3 separate regions of the Sus scrofa genome follow, and regions 1 and 3 are each linked to region 2. Evidence: chromatin contacts called from public HiChIP or PLAC-seq data. All regions are on one chromosome and are shown on one strand. Each heading gives the region's core, a stretch centred on a gene start, on an enhancer-like site or on the middle of the called end of the contact. The rest is flanking DNA. Distances are from core to core; before and after follow the strand shown. Region 1 overlaps NCOR2 (nuclear receptor corepressor 2). Region 2 has its middle 170 kb from the start of SCARB1. Region 3 overlaps NCOR2 (nuclear receptor corepressor 2).

The links. HiChIP or PLAC-seq counts read pairs in DNA pulled down with a chosen protein or histone mark.
Region 1: an H3K27ac HiChIP or PLAC-seq map of skeletal muscle shows a contact between it and region 2, with 3 times the contacts expected there. The contact joins two enhancer-like sites. A contact is called at or near these places in 2 of 2 datasets of contacts at active chromatin or transcription factors (alveolar macrophages and skeletal muscle).
Region 3: an H3K27ac HiChIP or PLAC-seq map of skeletal muscle shows a contact between it and region 2, with 4 times the contacts expected there. The contact joins two enhancer-like sites. A contact is called at or near these places in 2 of 2 datasets of contacts at active chromatin or transcription factors (alveolar macrophages and skeletal muscle).

What each region holds. Positions count from the first base shown.
Region 1 is chr14:28,690,355-28,694,555 of Sscrofa11.1, reverse strand. NCOR2 (nuclear receptor corepressor 2) reads right to left here. Exons shown (of 49, transcript NM_001044576.1): 8 at 2,346-2,402. Among named protein-coding and RNA genes, the nearest start is that of NCOR2, 50 kb to the right of the region's middle. Within about 2 kb of position 2,900, at least 46 of the 83 cell types and tissues checked have an H3K27ac peak or open chromatin away from gene starts, as enhancers often do. A contact at or near this core is called in skeletal muscle, where this site is marked.
Region 2 is chr14:28,466,561-28,471,022 of Sscrofa11.1, reverse strand. No RefSeq gene overlaps it. Among named protein-coding and RNA genes, the nearest start is that of SCARB1, 170 kb to the right of the region's middle. Within about 2 kb of position 2,647, at least 40 of the 83 cell types and tissues checked have an H3K27ac peak or open chromatin away from gene starts, as enhancers often do. A contact at or near this core is called in skeletal muscle, where this site is marked.
Region 3 is chr14:28,669,518-28,673,577 of Sscrofa11.1, reverse strand. NCOR2 (nuclear receptor corepressor 2) reads right to left here. Exons shown (of 49, transcript NM_001044576.1): 4 at 3,859-3,986; 5 at 2,032-2,209. Among named protein-coding and RNA genes, the nearest start is that of NCOR2, 29 kb to the right of the region's middle. Within about 2 kb of position 1,392, at least 14 of the 83 cell types and tissues checked have an H3K27ac peak or open chromatin away from gene starts, as enhancers often do. A contact at or near this core is called in skeletal muscle, where this site is marked.

The sequences.
Region 1 (4,201 bases), core at 1,651-4,150, 220 kb before region 2:
AAAAAAAAAAAAAAAAAAAGGAAAAAGGAAAAAAGAAAAAAGAAAAAAGAAAAAAAAAAAAAAAAACGGAAAAACGGAATGAGGTCCATCCATTCCACAGAATACAATTCAACCAGAAAAAGGGATGAAGCACCAAGACGGGCTGCCACGTGGATGCACCTTAAGAACAGGATGCTGAGTGAGAGAAGCCAGACACAAAAGGCCACAGACACAAAACGCCCAGAAGAGTCAAATCCATAGAGACAGAAAGCAGATCTGTCGTTGGCTGGGAGGGGAGGGGAAAGGGATGGGAAGTAGAGGGAGGGGAGATAAGGAGGTGACAGATCGGAGAACAGAGTTCTTTTTGAGATGCTGAAATGTTCTAGAATTGATCGTGGAGATGGTTACACACATCTGTGAATATACTGAAAACCACTGAACTGTACTCCTTAAATGGGTGAATTGTTGGCACATGGATTACATCCCAATAAAGCTAAAAAAAAGGCTGCTAGAGACATCCCAGAAATCACGCCCGATGGGAAGAAAGACTGTAGCCTGGGAGCCTGTTCTCATCCCAGGAGGGGCACTGGGCCTGGCCCCTGAACCATAGGAGGCCCCCCCAAAGCCCCTGTCTGGCTCTGCCCCCTGAGAGGACTGGGGCAGGAGGGGCACAAGGCGGGGGGCAGAAAGAGGCCAGCTGCTCACAGTCCCTCAGTGGCCTAAGTAACAGACAGACCCCAGGCTGGGGAGCAGCTGTCAAGGCAGAAAAAACTCCAGGGCCAATGGCTCCACCCTCCTAAGTGTCCAGGACGGCTAAGTGCTTACCAGAGGACACGGGCTGTGCTAAGTGAGCCTTTTCCGTGCACCATTTCATTGGTCCTTCATCAAGATCCTTGGCTTTCCCATTTCACAGATGAGAAAACCGAGTCCCTTTCCCAAGGCCACTCAGCAAAGACACGGCAGAGCCAAGCTTAAAATTAGGCTCTGGGAGTTCCTGTCGTGACTCAGTGGTTAATGAATCCAACTAGGAACCATGAGATTGTGGGTTCGATCCCTGGCCTTGCTCAGTGGGTTAAGGATCCGGCATTGCCGTGAGCTGTGGTGTAGGTTGCAAATGTGGCTCGGATCCTGCGTTGCTGTGGCTCTGGCATAGGCTGGTGGCTACAGCTCCGATTTGACCCCTAGCCTGGGAACCCCCATATGCCGTGGGAAAGGCAAAAAAGACCAAAAAAAAAAAAGGCTCTGAACACACAAGGCTTTATTTGCGCCCCACAGCACAGACCTGCCATGTGCACAGGGACCCTCACACACTGGGGCCAGGCACTGTGTGTGTGCAGATAAGCAGTGTACCCACGTGCTGCCCTTGCAATTCTGTGCTCACCTGCTCAGTGGGACAGTGACTAGTTCCAGACAGGCAGGCAGGCAGGCAGGCATTCTGGCTATTTCTCCCAGGCTACCGGCCCACAGTTTCCATGCTCCCTTGCTTCCTATCTCTGGTGACACATAAGGGGACGGATGCCTGAGAGAGAAGAGGCCGGGTCTGCTTCCCAGCTCTGCTGCTGACATGACCTCTTCCCGTCAGTAAAATGACGCTGACTACATGACTAATAATAATAACAACTAACGCTCAGCACTTACTGTCCATCAGGCACTGTGTTCAGTGCTTTACAAAAATAAATACAGTTAATTGTCACTATGACCCAATGAGATATGTGTTACTATGAGTCCTAGTTTACTGATGAGGAAACTGAGGCACAGAGAGGTTAAGATGCCCGCTCAGGGTCACACAGCTTTTTTTTTTTTTTTTTTTTGTCTTTTTAGGGCTGCTTCCACGGTATATGGAAGTTCCTCGGCTAGGGGTTGAATCAGAGCTGTAGCTGCTGGCCTACACCACAGCCACAGCAACACCAGGTCCTTAACCCACTGAATGATGTCAGGGATCAAACCCGTATCCTCATGGATACTAGTTGGGTTTGTTATCGCTGACCCATAGTTCCTCACATATCTGTTCCTCTATTAAGGAACAGATCTCAGAGTTGAACTCAGATCATCTGGCCCAGAGTATGGGCTTCCTACACTAAGCCAAACCAAATGGGTTGGACTCCAACGTGTCAATCTTGCAGCCTGACTGGCCAGAGTTGGGAGTATAGCTGGAGTGTCTTTGCTCCACTACCTCCCCCCAGCACGGCCTGGCCCACCTACCGGCCGCTATCTGCCAGTCCCTCTCATCAGGAGGGTGGATTTCCTGCCTCCTCCAGAAGACAGGGCAGCGCCTGGCAACAGCCAGACTTCCTCCTTCCCTCCGCACCCACCTGCCGCCCCTGCCCACCTCTCCAGCCAACCCCCCACCCCGTCCCCCAGCTCACCAGCTCCACCTGGGGCCCCAGGCCTTCCAGAATCCGATGCGCAGCCTCGGCCTTCTTCTGCAGGGTGATGGAGAAGAGGAGGAATTAAAAACAGAAAAAAATCCTAACACACACACACACACACACACACACACACACACACACAGAGGGAACAGATTATAAATAGAGGCCTCTCGGAACAGCAGGCAGCTGCCCAAGCCAGCACGACTGTCCAGGCCTGGGGGGTGGGAGGGGACAGGGTCCCCCTGCAAGCCCTCCCCAGGCTGGTGACAAACACAGAGGGCCTGAACATCCCCGCAGAGGCCCTGGCAAGCCCGCCAAGTTTCGATGCGAACAAACGCACCCTGTTCTCTGGCGCCTGCCCCCCAAAGCCCCCAGCCCAACGCCCTCCTCGTGGCCCGAGGCGGGCACAGCTCCTTGCCAGCTGCCGACACTGCCAGGCCCGAGAGGCCTTCCTCCGCCTTGGAAACTGGCTGGGTGTCTACAATTACCTCAGAGCTGGTGCCGCCAGCTCGGGGGAGGGGGGAGGGCAAGATAGAGGCGCTGGGAGATACCCTTTCTAGGATTCTTGTATTTCACAATCATGTGACTCTTTCTGAGCTGCCCTGGGGCCTCCCCGCCTCCCTCCCCACTCACAACCGGGACTTATTAGGAAAACAGGAACATATGGCAGAAAGGGCTGGGTGGCTGCGAATTCAACAGGCTGGACCTCGGGGCCTCTGGCCGTGAAGGCGGACATTGTATCTTGGCCAGGCCCCCAGCCTGGGACCAGGAGGGCCTGGCCAGCCATGCTGGCCAGGAGACAGGGTGGACAGAGAGCTGCAGAAGGTGGCTGCAGGGAGTCTCTGTTGGCTGGAAAATGGGGTGCCCACGGCACACATGTGGGAGACCCAAGTCCTGCCCGACACCCAGGAAAGGCTGGGTGCCCCCACCTCAGCCAAACACGGAGACCATCCAGGACCAGTGCAGGCTGGCAGGCTGGGCCATGCAGGACACGGTCATCAGAGTGAAACTGCTCCCCAGGGAACCCCAAATCCAGACTCACTAAGTGGGGGGGTGACCCAGAGCCTTAGGAACGTGGCTGACAACAGAATCCGAGGTACAGGCTTCAGGTGTTGCAGCAGGGAGGAGGGGCAGCCTCCCCGTCCCCAGCCCCCACAACACAGAGTAGGTATGTAGGTGGGCTCAAGCTGGCACCTAGAACTAGCTCCGCCTAGAGCCCTGGGCCCAGCCCACCCAAGAACAAGCCATGATCTCGGCCCCCTTTGTGCTGAGCCAAAACCCGGAGAGCAGCAGCCTCAGGGTGTGGCTGGAGGCCAGAAAATCAGGGGGCAAATTATTATTGGAAGGACTGCCATTTTTTTAAGCACCTACTATGAGCCAAACATCAAGCACAAGGCATGTTATTAATACCTGAAGCACACACAACATGAAGTGAGGCAGATATATGAAGTATCCCCATTTGGGAGATCCCGTCGTACCTCAGTGGAAATGAATCGGGCTAGGATCCATGAGGACGCAGGTTCAACACCTGGCCTCGCTCAGTGGATTAAGGATCCGGCGTTGCTGTGGCTGTGGTGCAGGCCAGTGGCTACAGCTCTGATTCAACCCCCCAGCCGGGGAACCTCCGTATGCCACAAATGGGGCCCTAAAAAGCAAAAAAAAAGAAGAAGTATTCCCATTTAACAGATAATGAAACTGAAGCACAGAAAGATGAGGTCAGGAAAAGTCATCCTTCTGATCTCCAGGCTCTAAGAAGGACAACAAGGGCTGGCCCCGTCCAGGGACCCCACTGGGTTGTGTCTTGCATCTTCTATGAGGTGGGGAAGGTACCAGCCTGAAAGTCAGCACAGATC
Region 2 (4,462 bases), core at 1,398-3,897:
TTGAGTTTCAGACACAGCTCTACTGTTATGCCAGCTGTGTAACCTTGGGCAAATGTTACCTCACGGCTTTGAGCCTCCATTTTCCCATCCACACAATGGGAATTTTAACTAGGCTTGCCTCCATGGGCTGCTGTGGGGAGCAACGCCAAGCTCCCTCCAGGCCAGGTTCTTGGGGACTATATTGGGTTAAAGAGTGTCCTCCCCAAATTCATGTCCACCCAGAACGTGTGTGTGTGTGTGTGTGTGTGTGTGTGTGTGTGTGTGTGTGTGTGTGTGTGTGACCTTATTTGGAAATAGGGTCTTTGCAGATGGGATCAAGTTAAGATGAAGTCATGCCGGATTAGAGTGGCCTCGAAATCCAGTGAAGGGTGTGAAGACACAGGGAGCCAGAGAGAAGACCGCCAGTGAATCCCATGCCACAGAACTCCGAGGGCAGCCTGCAGCTGCCAGAAGCCAGAAGGAAAGCAAGGGAGGCCCCTCCCCTAGAGGCTTCAGAGGGAGCCCAGCCCTGTTGCCACCTAGATTTCCGACTCCTGGCCTCCAGGACTTTGAGAGAAGATATTTCTGCTGTTTTTTAAACCACCTGCTTTGTTAATTAGCAATGGCAGCCTCAGGAAACTAGGACAGGGAGGGTTTGACCAGTGGGAGTTTCTGTGAGCACTGCTGGGTGATGCAGGAATTGCTGAGGAAGGCAGGGGAATCAGGGGACCCCAGGGGCTAAGAAAACCCTTTGGCAGCCCTCCTAAGAATCAGACCTCACCTCCAGCTGCCCAGACCTCCCAGGAGGTTAAGGTCAGGGTCAAGAATGCTTTTTTTTTTTTTTCTTTTTTCTTTTTAACGACCACTCCTGCGGCATAGGGAAGTTCCCAGGCTAGGGGTAGAATCGGAGCTGCAGCTGCTGGCCTACACCACAGCCACAGCAACTCAGGATCCAAGCCGTGTCTGCAAAGTACACCACAGCTCAGGGCAACGCCAGATCCTTAACCCACTGAGTGAGGCCAGGGATCGAATCCACATCTTCATGGATACTAATCTGGTTTGTTACTGCTGAGCCACAACGGGAACTCCAAGGATGGGTTTTGGTGGGTGAGGGCTGGAGGCTAAGTGAGTGCCAGTCCCAGCTGAGTTGAGGGTGGGCTTGGGGGAGAGTTCATGATTAGAGAAAGACCTGGGAGGTCCCTAGGTCTCTAGACTCAACATTTATCTGCAGAAAGGAAAACAAGTAGCTTCTGGAGAGGGGGCGGTGGGGGGGGGCTCCCTGAGAAAAGACCTCACCTGCCCCCCCCAGTCTGTCCCCACCCTGGAATGCAAGATGTCATGGGGAGACCCCCTGGGGTGGCAGTTCAACTCCAAAGCTGCCTTCCTGCCCAACCCCTCCTCCCCCCATATATCAGAGGCTTCCCCCAAAGTGCCTGTCACTCCCAAATCAACAGCCACCCAAACGTCCTACCTGGATACGCTGTACCCTGAACTTGACTCTGGGAAGCCCTGTTCTCCGAAAATAAGCATATTCCCAAGATAGCTCAAAGCAAAGCGGGAGCAGTAAAGCAGAGGGGGACAACGGTTATCAGCATTTGCCCTCTGGTCGGACACATTTCCACCCCTCTGAACCCCCACCCCCACCCCAGATCCACACGGAAAGAATCCCAGGGGCAGCTGGGCTGATGCAGGCTGAGTTTCTGAAATGTTTTTGGATCTCCCTTTGTCTAGTGGGTCGACAAAGACAGTGGGAGAGTTATGAACCCTGAAGGGTCAAAAGATGTGGCGTGCCCTGAGGTGGCCAGATAAGGGCAGATTATTCTGAAATCTTGTTCTGCCTGTATTTCACACAAACGGGGAGGTTCTGGGCAACTGGGGGCTGGGTGCCAAGCCCCCAGGTTAGGTAACCGCTCCTTGTCCCCACTCTGCACACAAGCACAGGGCAATCACTTCGCCTGCATTCCCTTGAAAGTCTCGGATTGCAAAAATGTTATTGCAAATCTGGTCTCTGACCTGCAGAGATACAGCAGTTGAGCCACACATGGGCCCCGGAAACGGGGCCTCTCAGAAGAACGCCAGTTTGCATTTCTGAAGCCAAACCAAACACGGGGCTGGAAAACGTTTTCGTATTATCTCATGCCCTCACTATGGAACAATCACTCCATTGAAAAGCCATGAGCCCGCCCAAGTTTTAAATTAAACCTCTCGAGTTTTCCCTCTGAGAGCAGATAAAATCCTTCCAGCTTATGTTTTGAGGAAAGAATTTGGTTTGTGTGTCAGTGTGTGTGTGCCTGTGTGTGTGTGTGTGTGTGTGTGTGTGTGTGTATTTCCCCTAAAACTCATTTTCTTTTGTTGGATTCCTTGAAGCTCTGTTTAAATATTTTACTTGAGGAAATAACTACGTTTGATGAATGTCGAAATACCCTTCCAGGAGCAAGTCCTCCATGCTGCCTGGATTCCAGTAAGAAGCTCATTCTGAAAGAAGAGGTGAGGCCCCTTTGCAAGGAGTAAGCCCCCCAGAGTGGCCTTGAAGAGCTTTGCTGACATTGTTACAAGAGGTATTTTTTCTCCACCCATCTATTTATTTGTTGGACGTCAACCACAGGCTCTGAAAATCCACTGTGTGTAAAAGCACAAGCGGCAATGCTGGAGTGGAGATAAAGAGAGAGAGGGTTTTGTTCCTTGGCTGGGGCCAGAAGAGGCCCAAGTTCTGCGGCTGACCCCGCCCTGAACAGCCGTGCGACGCTGGCCAATTCCTTCCACTTGCGGCCGCTTAGATGCCTCACCCCCAAAAGGAAGGATAATCTCAGAAGCTCCTTTTGTGACACTGCCAATTGCAAAGGCTCATATGCTATGGTTCAGTCATTCAACAAGCAGTTGCTACGGGCCATTCTGTTCCAGGCATCAGGGAGGCAGCCGGGAACAAGACCGACAACATCCCTGCCCCTCATGGAGCTGATGTTTCTCTCTTTGAGACTCTGGGATTCGTTTCTGATTGCATTTGGGAAGCTACCCAGGGCTTTGCGTGGTACCTGGTACATAGGATCAGTATTTCTCTTTCTCTGTGTTGTAAAGGAAAGGTGAGTCGCCCAGCACACTGGGAGGGAAGGGCCCAGTGATGGTGTGTGGAGGGCAGGGTTAGCGGCGAGTCTGAGTCTGGAGATTGCAGCCACTCTGGCGAGATCTCAGAGGCCCCACAAAGGACCCTCAGCTCAGCAGAGACGATGCCGACCACACCAACCTGACGACAGCGAGCCAGAAGGCCAGGATCCCCCACGCGGCACAGGACTTCTGCACCCAGTCACGAAAACCCAGCTTCAAAGTCAAGGGCACAGCCTGACGACTTGGTAGAGGGACCTATCCTGCCGACAGATTAGGGTAGTTGACACACAAATCCAGATGTTTGGGGCAGGGGCCTCTGCTTTTCAAGTCACGCTCGTCTCCTCTTTTATGAATCCATGTGGCCTCTGACGGCATCTGAGTTTTCGGTCCCTTCTCTGAGTGGAGCTTCAGGGGTTCCAATGAAGATATGGATGGCATTTCAAGTGAAAGGAGGCTTTCTCCATCCCACTTGGTGCAGGCATGGGATGGGGTGGAACAAGCTCAGATTTAGGAACCAGATAATCAGGGGTTCAAATCCTGGCTCTGCTACTCGTTAGCTGTATGATCTTGGGAACCTCCGTTTTCTCATTTTAAACATGGGAAGATGGGAGTTCCCTGGTGACACAGCAGGTAAAGGATCCAGCCTTGCCACTGATGTGGCTCTGGTTGCTGTTATGGCGTGGGTTCACCCTTGGCCCAGGAACTTCTGCAAGCTGCAGGTGTGGCCAAAAACAAGTTGGGGGGGAGGTGTGTCCTACCAAGCTGTTGCAAGGAATGGGCGAACATAAAATGTCCACTATGCACCAGGCACAGTCAGGGGCCAGGTACACAAAGGACCAGACAAGGGGTTGAAACCCCAAACCTATAGAGATCAGATAGGTAATGTAAAGGAGTAAAATGGATCAGAGGTAGGGTGCAATAGAGACTGGTGGGGAGTGGGGAAAAGTGAACAAGAGCACCTGCCTTGTATAAAGGCCAATTCTAGCCAGTTGTCATCACATCAGAATATAGGACCCAAGGTTACTGAGTCTTCTGATTTTTTATAAATAAAGGCCACAAATCCAGATTTTTTTTTTTTTTTTTGGTCTTTTTGTCTTTTTAGGGCCACACCTGCGGCATATGGAGGTTCTCAGGCTAGGAGTCTAATCGGAGCTGTAGCTGCCAGCCTATGCCACAGCCACAGCAGCGCAGGATCTGAGCCACATCTGCGACCTACACCACAGCACATGGCAACACCGGATCCTTAACCCACTGAGTGAGGCCAGGGATCAAACCCACAACGTCATGGTTCCCAATTGGATTCGTTTCCACTGTGTCAGGACAGGAACTCCAAATTCAGATTTTTAATGTGAAATCTCTTAAATTTAAAATGATGCCAGTT
Region 3 (4,060 bases), core at 143-2,642, 200 kb before region 2:
CCAGAACAAAGTGTGGTGAATTGCAAAGGAAGCCTCTGATGCCACAGGACTCCAGAGGCTCAAGGGTAGGGAAGCATTATAAAACAGAACATTTTTATACGAAAAAGGAGCACAGCAGGGGCCAAGGGAAGGGAGGGGGTGTTGTTTAAAAAAAAAAAAAAAAATCCCATCAAATTCCTGTCTCATGTATCCAGTTGAATTCCACAGAGCAGACGCAAAAAACATCTGAGCTCCTTCAGACTTGTATTTCTCCCCTGGCTTCTTCCCTTGCCCAAAATGCGCTCAAACTTTCCACATGCTCTGAACAGCCTGGAGCAATTACAGTAGTTGGTCCAACCAGGCCCCAACCCTGGGACCATCCCTCCCCTGCACCCATGGGGTCCAGGAGGAGAACAGGGAGACAGACAGACAAAGAGACAGAGATAGAGAGAAATAGAGACAGACAGATACACACACACACACACACACACACAGGCAGAGAGAGACAGAGACACAGGGTCAGAGATATACAGTGACAGCTACAGAAACTGAGACCCACAGAGGGAGAGGAAGCACCCCAGGGAAGCCCAAGAAGGAGATGGCCAAGCAGAAGGACTCACAGAGCCACTGTCAGGCATAGAGACTCTCAGGAGCCTCATTCTGGAAAGCTTCACGGCAGGAAGCAGAGGCCAGAAAGGGCTGGCCAGAGACACCCAGCAGTCAGCTCTCTGGGCAGAAGTGAACATGAGCACAGGGACATGGCCCTCTCGAGGCGCTAGTCCCTTGTGAGGACATCAAGCCTCCCTGGTGGCCCTATGCCCCCCTACACACACCCCTCGCCTACCGCCCAAGACCCACTTCAGAGCAGCTTTTCGCATGGCAACACCCCTCCTAGGAGGCTGGGAGGTCAAAGAAACTGCGAGAAGGATGCCAACGAGAGGGCGACAGGCACTGGGCAGAGGGAGGAGGGCGGCTCACACAGGAAGCCCGCAGCAGGACAGCCTGGTGGGCAGGGCTGGGCTGCAGACCCGGGCACCCCCCCATGATTATGGGCGAGTGGCTCTTCCCACCGGGGGCCCCCTCTATAAAGGTGGTCGCAGATCAGGCTGGGAAGGCTCAGTGGAATGACACCCACTTGGCAAAGTACCGGGCACACAGTCAGGGGCTCAGTGTTAGCTTGTGATCATTATCCCGACCACTCCAGGATCCCCCTGTCCTGCCAGCCCCCGATAAAGGACCTGCCTCAACCTGAAATCCCACCCAGTGTCAGTCAGAGGCAGAGAAGAGGATCCAGCAGGCCTAAGTGGGCCACTTCCCTCCCCTGGCCTGGCTCCCAGTCCCCACCCTCCCCCACTGGTGCTGCAGTAAGATGAGCACTGACCTCACCCAGCAGCTGGGAGGCCGTTAATGAGCTAATGTGTGTCCTCCTGGTCACAAAGGAGCATGATGGCACTGCTCAGCTCGTGCAAAATGGACATCCATCATGCAGCCTGCCAAGGACGAGTGTGTCACCTGGCCATAGATCCTGCCCCACCCTAGCCAGTCACAGTGAAATAACCCTCTGGAGGCGGCTGGGGGACCCTAGAGGACAGAAACACCTGGGCCACTGGCTGCAATTCCTCCACTTACACAGAGACCAAACAAGTTTCTATTCTAGCCTCTGCAGTCCTGAGGTTCACTGAAATAGCAGAAAAACCTCTGGCAACAGCAAACCACAGGAGCTTAATCTATGCACACTCTCTCTCCCACTATCTCAGCTCAGCTTTCTATTTAAAGAAGAGTGAAATCAAAGAGCCCTCGAGGGCGCTGTGGGCATGGGGCCCCCATGGGCTGGACACATGGGGTGGGGGTGGGTCGCTGTCCCTCCCCAGGCAAGAAATGGCCCACAGAGCCGACCTGGTCCCTGGACTCTCCTCTCACTGCCCAGCCTCTGCACACCCTGTGCCTGGTCCCTCCCCCAAGCCCAGCATACCACCCTTTCCCTTACTCCCCACCAGATCGCAGCAGAGCCCAAACCTTCAGAGGAGCTGCTGGCCAGTGGGCAGGTCTTACCTTGGACAGGTCCTCAGAGCCCCCAGGCTGGCCAGCAGCCAGCAGGGGTGAGGGCCGCAGCAGAGGGTCGGACAGTAGCTCCAGGCGAGGACGCTTGCTCTCAAGGAACTCCATCTCTGACTTGCCCAGCTCAGGCAGGTACGCGTGGGACTCCGGTCGCAGGTGAAGCTCCTGGGACCTGCAGGAGGCAAGGGCACAGGGCCATCACATCTGCTGCTCTTCCCGCTGATAGCTACCCATGAGCCATGCCCCCTTCTGTCTGCGAGAGGAATGCCCATCCATTCTAGGGGGCGCAGCAAGGCAGGACTCAAACAGAGGTTTGTCTTTCTTCAAGTCAACATTCACCAACTAAGTTCATAGCAAGAGAATGTACTGGCGGCTCCCCACTCCCTCACCACTGTGTGTGGCCCTCAGGGCTGGCTAAAAACGCAGAATCTTGGAGTTCCCGTTGTGGCTCAGTGGGTTAAGAACCTGACATAGTGTCCATGAGGATGCAGGTTCGATCCCTGGCCTCACTCGGTGGATTAAGGATCCAGCATTACTACAAGCTGCTGCGTAGGTTGAAGACACGGCTCGGATCCCATGTTGCTATGGCTGTGGTGAAGGCTGGCAGCTGCACCTCCAATTCAACCCCTAGCCCAGGATCTTCCATATGCTGCAGGTGCGGCCGTAAAAAGAAAAAAAAATGCAGAATCTTGAGTCCCAGCTCAGACCTACTGGGTCTGACTCTGCACTGAAACAGGATCTTGTTTGCCTTGCCCACTGCATCCCTGCCTCAGGGCCTTTGCACCTGCCAGGCTGGAACATTCACATACCAGCTCCTTCCATGCTGACTCTTCTCCATCCTGTCTCAGTGCACAAGGTGTTGCCTCCTAACAGCAGTCTCCCTGCCAACCAGTCCTACCTCATCACATCACCTATTTTCTTTTATTTTCTTGCCTTTTTAGGGCTGCACCTGCGGCATAAGGAAGCTCCCAAGTAGGGGTCTAATCAAAGCTGTAGCTTCCAGCCTTGCCACAGCCACAGCAACACCAGATCTTTAACCCACTGAGTGAGCCTGGGGATAGAACCTGCATCCTCATGGATACTAGTCAGGCTCGTAACCCACTGAGCCACAAGGGGAACTCAGCCACCTGTTTTCTTTATCTTCACAGCCCTCACCATTTGCTTGTTGGTTTGTGTGCGTTTGCTGGCTGCCTCCCCTGCCCCAGAATGTCCATCCAACAAGGGCAGGGATATGCATCTATCTAGTTCACTGCTGGATCCCAGGGCCTGGCAACAGGTGCTCAATCTGTACACATGAGGTGAGTGGATGTCATGGCAACATGGGCGGGGCTGTGCTGTAATGCTTTCCTTTCCTTCCATTTCTCTCACCAAAGCCAGGTCACAAGATGCCCCTTCTGCCCAGCTCAGAGCCATCAGCTTCACAATCACTAGAGGCCTGGCAGGAGCACGTGGCTTCTTCATTTAAATATGCAAAAGGCACCATAGTAGGTTTGAGTCCCTCCACATTCGTGTTAACTCAGTACGTCAGAATGTGACCTTATTTGGAGGTGGGGTCTTTGCAGATGTAATTAGCTGAGATGATATCATACTGGATTAAGTCAGGCCCTAAACTCCTGTCTGGGCCACACACCTGGAGACCACTGCAGACCCGAGGGCCGTGTGGCTCTTCCCTGCCCTTCCCCATCCTCGCCCCAATCCTGGCTGCACAAGGACCAGGGCACAGCCTGCCACCCCCTTGTTTAACACCAACCCTGCAAGCTCCCTGTGGGCACAGGACTCCACGTCCCCGTCTGAGAAGTGGATGCGTGGGCCCCATCTCACCTTTCATTCCCGGGCTGAAATTCAGACAGCAGGGAGGGCCTCCTCCGCTGGGGCTGAATGATGGAGCCGGGTGACAGGTGTGAAGTGTAGTCACGGCTGTGGTGCTGGTACTCGAGCAGCCCGACATCCTGCAGCAGAGCACAGGGAGGCCAGTGAGCATCCACACCCCTGCAGGCTGGCCGCACAGCCAGGAGGTGCCAGA